2 separate regions of the Rattus norvegicus genome follow, and region 2 is linked to region 1. The links are chromatin contacts, called in public Hi-C maps. All regions are on one chromosome and are shown on one strand. Each heading gives the region's core, a stretch centred on a gene start, on an enhancer-like site or on the middle of the called end of the contact. The rest is flanking DNA. Distances are from core to core; before and after follow the strand shown. Region 1 holds the start of Btbd16 (BTB domain containing 16). Region 2 has its middle 34 kb from the start of Plekha1.

Region 1 (3,033 bases), core at 474-2,973:
ACAAACACACACATATACACACCACCCTATACACACCACAGTACACACACACACACACACACACACACACACACACTACAAGGACACTAAACACACACACATACACACACCACACACACCATATGCACCATACACACACACTACACTACACAGCACACTAAACACACACACACCACATAGCACACTAAACACATCCACATACACACCACATACATACACGCACACACACCACAGTACACACACACACACTATACAACATACTAAAAACACACAAACACACACCACAGAGCACACTAAACACACACCACAGAGCACACTAAACACACACCACAGAGCCCACTAAACACACACACACACACACACACACACACACACACTACAAGGACACTAAACACACACACATACATACACCACACACACCATCTGCACCATACACACACACTACACTACACAGCACACTAAACACACACACACCACAGAGCACACTAAACACATCCACATACACACCACATACATACACGCACACACACCACAGTACACACACACACTATACAACATACTAAAAACACACAAACACACACCACAGAGCACACTAAACACACACCACAGAGCACACTAAACACACATACACACACACACACACACACACTACAAGGACACTAAACACACACACATACACACACCACACACACCATATGCACCATACACACACACTACACTACACAGCACACTAAACACACACACACCACATAGCACACTAAACACATCCACATACACACCACATACATACACGCACACACACCACAGTACACACACACACTATACAACATACTAAAAACACACAAACACACACCACAGAGCACACTAAACACACACCACAGAGCACACTAAGCACACACACACACACACACACACACACACACACACACAGACTCCTCCACACACATGTGGTTTCATTCACGGCTGTGTTCCCACCTCCGGATTCATAGCTGCTTCTCTGTTTTTCACACTGAAGTCAAAATGGCCCTGCACCTCTGTAGTTAAAACCCTTGCCTACTTTCCACTATTCCACATACGAGCTCTGAGTCTTCATCGTGGCCCAGAGACATCTAAGGAGAAGGGAGTAGGCTCCAGGCAGACTTCATGCAAAGCTGGTCAGCATATGAAGAACTGCTCCTGCCAGGGCCTTCCATAGAAAAGGCTCACTTCAGTTCAGAGGCAGCCGCCTACCTTCTGTTTCTTTTACACAAGAGTCTTCCTAGCTGGCCTTGAACCCCAGGAGTATCTCAGTAGCCTTGAAATGTGTTTTATTTTTATGTCTCACTGGGAGCTGTGCCCTTGGTGAGCTTTAGTTGTTGCTCCCTTGGTCCTCTGGTGAGGACGCTGCCTGTGACTCTCCTTCAGCTCCCAGCCAGGACCCTCTGAAGCGCCTCCCTGCCTTGACAGAGCCACATGCAAACAGCTCCCATCACTGGCTGACCCCTTGGTCTCTGCTGTGGATGAGGCGCCAGTCCCACTTACAGTTCTGAAGTCCTGCTGCCCACAGGGGCCGTTCACAGAGGACGAGAGTGAAGCAGAGAAATGCTGGTTGCGCTGGCCACTGAGCTAAGGGAGAGCTGGAGGCTCGGCGCCTTCTGAGCCCGAATCTTGAAGGCTCTCATGACACCCGGGGCTCACCCCTTTCTCCTATGGGATGAGATGCTTTGCTGGGGGAGCCTGCCTTTGGCTTCCAGGGGGTAGTTGTGGGCACCATGGCAACAGCAGTCAGATTCCAAGGACTTCCTCTTCCGGGTTCTGATGTTAGCTCAGCTTGTGGTTCTCTGGGGAGGGGAGGGAGACAAGGCTGTCAGAAAACAGACTGTTAGTGACAGTTTGTCACTAGCATAACTCTGACTGGCTGCCAAAATATTTTCACAACAAAGGTAATTTGAATTCCATGGCCAAAATTAACCTTAATTAATACTACATCAATATTTGTGCATATACGTTTGTGTGTAGACACATTTCCCTCCCCCCATCCCTGTATTATTAATAGTGGTGACACTGTGTCTCTTGATATGGGAGAGAATGGTGGGTAGTGTATCCAGCCTCTGACAGACACTAGTGTCTCAAAGTGCAAGACCTGCAGCCCGGTTGTGCTCCTTTGCAGAGGAATGAGCTACACACACTGGGAGAGCCTTTGCAACATTTCCCATACCACCAGAGTGCATGCTGTCGGCTCTCTGACCTTGAGTCTGGTCTGCTGCTTCCCTCCTAGCCCACCGCCCAGGCCACGGTGTGATAGTGTGTGTGGAAGGAAGTACCTAAGCAAAAGCATTGTAGGGCAGCTCTGCCCTCTCTGTTGCTTCCACCCTTCCCTTTACCTCAGCCGTCCATGTAAACTTTCTCTGGAATAGAGGGCTTTATACGTGATTTGAATTAAGCTGTTTGAAATCTAAGAACCTGACCCTCCTGACACCACACCTGCCCTCTGGATACCATTTCCGGTACTACTTGGGTTACCGGCTAAAAGACAGCCCCTGAGCGCCTCCTATTGGCCACACTGGGAAAGTGTCCCAGGGAGACCCAATCCTCACCGCTCCTGAACCCAATGTTTGACCTTGCTCGTGTCAATCCCTTTCTGAAACCTTCGGCTCAGAAGCCTTCAGCTCCCCGGTAGATCGCTCCATGATTCTCTCCAGAGCTGAGCTGTGTGCCAAAGTCAGACACACGTACGTGAAAACAGCTCTAGCAGCAATCCCTCCCTGAAAGTTCTACCCGGAGGCATCCACTTGCAGATGACAAGGACCTGCCCTATGGGAGGGAAGAGTGGGGTTCAGACCCACCATCCTAGCTTTAGGCCAATGTTCAGGGGGCAGCTTTCTGTTTCCCCTGGCGTGATCTGGATCCGTAAGGATTGGCGAGAATGAGTCGGCTTCTGATTGGCGAGAATGAGTCGGCTTCTGATAGCACCGCTTAGGCTCCAGAGAGACGGGTGAGCAAGTTCCTACAGAGAACACGGCAACTCCTCCGATGGGGAGGCTGTGTGCACAC
Region 2 (3,409 bases), core at 131-2,630, 58 kb before region 1:
TAGACATTTAGACTAGGACTTAGTATGTAGCTCTGGAACTCACTCTGTAGACCAGGCTGACCTCAATTTGAACCTACAGGAATCTGCCTGCCTCTGCCTCCCAAATTCTGGGACCAAAAAATACCCAGTTGTATTTTTTTTTTTTTTGAGACAGGGTCTCTCACTGATTTGGCCAGGTGCTGGCCTGTGAGCTCCGGGATTCTCCTGCCTTCGTTACCCCAGCAGTGTGGTTACAGGTGTGCACCACCACATCTGGCTTTTTATGTGGGTTCTGAGGATTCCATCTCAACTCTCGTTCTTGTCTGGCAAGCACTTTGCCCACTGAGCCACCTTCCCAACCCACAATTCGTTCTTATTCTGACAAGCCTGTGGTAAAGTCACTTCCCCATCAACACCACCCTTGCTTCACAGGCTCAGCTGCTCGTCTACTCCCAAGGGAGCCGCCAGCTGAACCATCTCATTCTACATCAGCAAAGCGGGTCCTGAGAAGGATGCACCCAAGCCCATGTGGCATCGGTCTTAACTTTCAATAAGTACAAAATGTTGCCAAGCAGCTGGTAAGCAACAGGACCAACACTCATCCAGTGTTTATGATATGCTTAGGTGACTGACGAGTCAGATTGGACTCTGAGGCTGAGCGGTTACCTGACTGCCTAAGGTTACACAGCCACTTACAGGCAGAGTTAGGACCCGACTCTAGGTCAGTGGGTACCTGAGAGTTGCTGTGCACCAAGTGAACTGAGGACCGACTTCCCAGAACAACCCTTTCCTTCCTTATGGACCTGGGAGATGGGATGATGGATGAGAGAAGCAGGCAGTCCGCTGCAGAAGGAGCACATAGGACGCAGTACTGTCTAGTGTCCATGCCCACTGATTGGCCATTGTAAGCATGGATCATAAAATCTGACTCTGTGAAGCTTTACCTTGTAAGAAGAGCTTGTGAGAGCCTCTTGAGAAATTTTGTCTCAAGACTTATACTTCCCAAGTTCAGAGACGGTATGGGTGAACTTGTTGCGTCTCATGACAGATGTGTTAGTTTCGTTTTTAACCATTAAGAGAGGAGGACCCAATGCTTCTAGGTGTGTGTTCTAGTTTCATTTCTGTTGCTATGACCAAAAGTAATTTTGAGCAGGATCTCAAAGGGAGACTGTAAAACCAAACCAACAGAGGGAGTCTACCAGCTGGTTCATTGACAAGCTCATGCATAGCTAACTTTCTAATACAACCCAGGACTGTCTGCCCAGGGAATGGTATTGCCCACAGTGGGCCAGACCCTTCTACATCAACTAAAAAGAAGACAATGCCTCACAGACACGCATGCAGGCCAGTCTGATCTGGGAACTCCTCAACTGAGCCTCCCTTCTCAGATGCCTCTGCACTGTGTCAAGTTGACAGTTAACTCTGACTAGGACAGAGAGTTTTTCCAGATTGCCGAATTTCAGCCACTGGAATTCTGGCTCCCAAGTTTGAGATCAACTGTGCCCTCTGGTGGACAGGAGTGGATTCTCAGAATTAGAGCACATGCTTCTCCCATGTGTGTGCATGGTTGAGGGTTGGGGGGGGTCTTCTTAAGGAGGCTGTATTGATGCTGTATTAGAGGATGATTTCTTTCTTATTTTCACCAGGAAAAGAAGATCCCTAAGATCTCCTTGAAGCTGCTCCCTCTCTTCTTGCCTCTTGCTGAATGGCCATCCAGAAAGACACTTCATTATGGCCACACATTAGAAACCAGTGCATGTGTCAATCAGAATAGACACATGCATGAAAGAGAAATCACGGTTCAATGTGGGTAACTGTCCTCCATGATCCTTAAGGTCTCATCATTGCATGTCTCACTGAGAAATGGAAGCTTCTAGACTGCAGTCTTTTCTAGCATCACCCACAGAACTCCTGCAGTCATGCATTGCATAACCCATGTATAATAATAATAAAAAAAACCCTCAAAGAGCCCTCCAAACCATGCCAGAGGGTGTCCCCGCCTCGCCCCTCAGTGATGGTGGTCACTTCTGATCTATGTTTTTTCTCTTATTGTTCTTCAGTAACCTGTTAGTGAGAAGTACTGATGTTTCTAAGGAGTTTCACTACTGTGCTTGTCTGGTAAACTGCACCTCCAGGCGACTGTGGTCACATCTCAGATGTGCTGTTGGATGCAAGTGTGTTGTCTCAAAGGATGCCTGTGATGATCAGCACGGATTGTCAATCTGACAGGATCACCTGTGAGTCAAGCCTCTCAGTGTCTCTCAAGGAGTTCCTAGATCAGGTTAGCTGAGGCAGGAAGACCCATTCTAAATGTGGGAGTCACCATCCCTGGACTGGGGCCTCAGCCTGAAGAGAAATGAGAAAGTGGATGAGCGTCAGCATCCATCTCTTTGTTTCCTGACTGCAGGGACACCGTCACCAGCTGGAGTGACACCATCACCGGCTGAAGGGACACCATCACCAGCTGCAGGGACACCGTCACCAGCTGCAGGGACACTGTCATCTCCAGCAGCAGGGACACTGTCATCTCCAGCTGCAGGGACACTGTCATCTCCAGCTGCAGGGGCACCATCACAAACTGCAGGGACACCATCACCAGCTGCAGGGACACCGGCTCCAGCTGCGGGGACACTGTCACCAGCTGCAGGGACACCAGCTCCAGCTGCGGGGACACTGTCACCAGCTGCAGGGACACTGTCACCAGCTGCAGGAGCACCATCACCAGCTGCAGGGACACCGTCACCAGCTGCAGGAGCACCATCACCAGCTGCAGGAGCACCATCACCAGCTGTAGGGACACCATCACCAGCTGCAGGGACACCGTCACCAGCTACAGGGACACTGTCACCAGCTGCAGGGGCACCATCACCAGCTGTAGGGATATGGTCACCAGCTGCAAGGACACCATCACCAGCTGCAGGGACACCGACTCCAGCTGCAGGGAAACCATTACCAGCTGAAGGGGCACCGTCACCAGCTGCAGGAGCACTGTCATCAGCTGCAAAGGCACTGTCATCAGCTGCAGGGGCTGCAGGGGCACCGTCACCAGCTGCAGGGACACTGTCATCTCCAGCTGCAGGGACACTGTCATCTCCAGCTGCAGGGGCACCATCACAAACTGCAGGGACACCATCACCAGCTGGAGGGACACCATCACCAGCTGCAGGGGCACCGTCACCAGCTGTAGGGACATCGTCACCAGCTGCAGGGACACCATCACCAGCTGCAGGGACACTGACTCCAGCTGCAGGGAAACCATTACCAGCTGAAGGGGCACCGTCACCAGCTGCAGGAGCACTGTCATCAGCTGCAAAGGCACTGTCATCAGCTGCAGGGGCTGCAGGGGCACCGTCACCAGCTGCAGGGACACTGTCATCTCCAGCTGCAGCGACACTGTCATCTCCAGCTGCAGGGGCACCATCACAAACTG

What was found. Hi-C and Micro-C count contacts between places; a contact is called where the count stands out from the background.
Region 2: a contact with region 1 is called in a Hi-C map of Schwann cells, with 4 times the contacts expected there. The contact joins the enhancer-like site here to the promoter of Btbd16 in region 1. A contact is called at or near these places in 5 of 12 Hi-C or Micro-C datasets (the A7r5 cell line, Schwann cells, kidney and 2 more).

What each region holds. Positions count from the first base shown.
Region 1 is chr1:194,764,690-194,767,722 of GRCr8, reverse strand. It overlaps Btbd16 (BTB domain containing 16), which reads right to left and starts at 1,723. Exons shown (of 16, transcript NM_001017464.2): 1 at 1,522-1,723.
Region 2 is chr1:194,822,337-194,825,745 of GRCr8, reverse strand. No RefSeq gene overlaps it. Among named protein-coding and RNA genes, the nearest start is that of Plekha1, 34 kb to the left of the region's middle. Within about 2 kb of position 1,380, at least 5 of the 93 cell types and tissues checked have an H3K27ac peak or open chromatin away from gene starts, as enhancers often do. A contact at or near this core is called in Schwann cells, where this site is marked.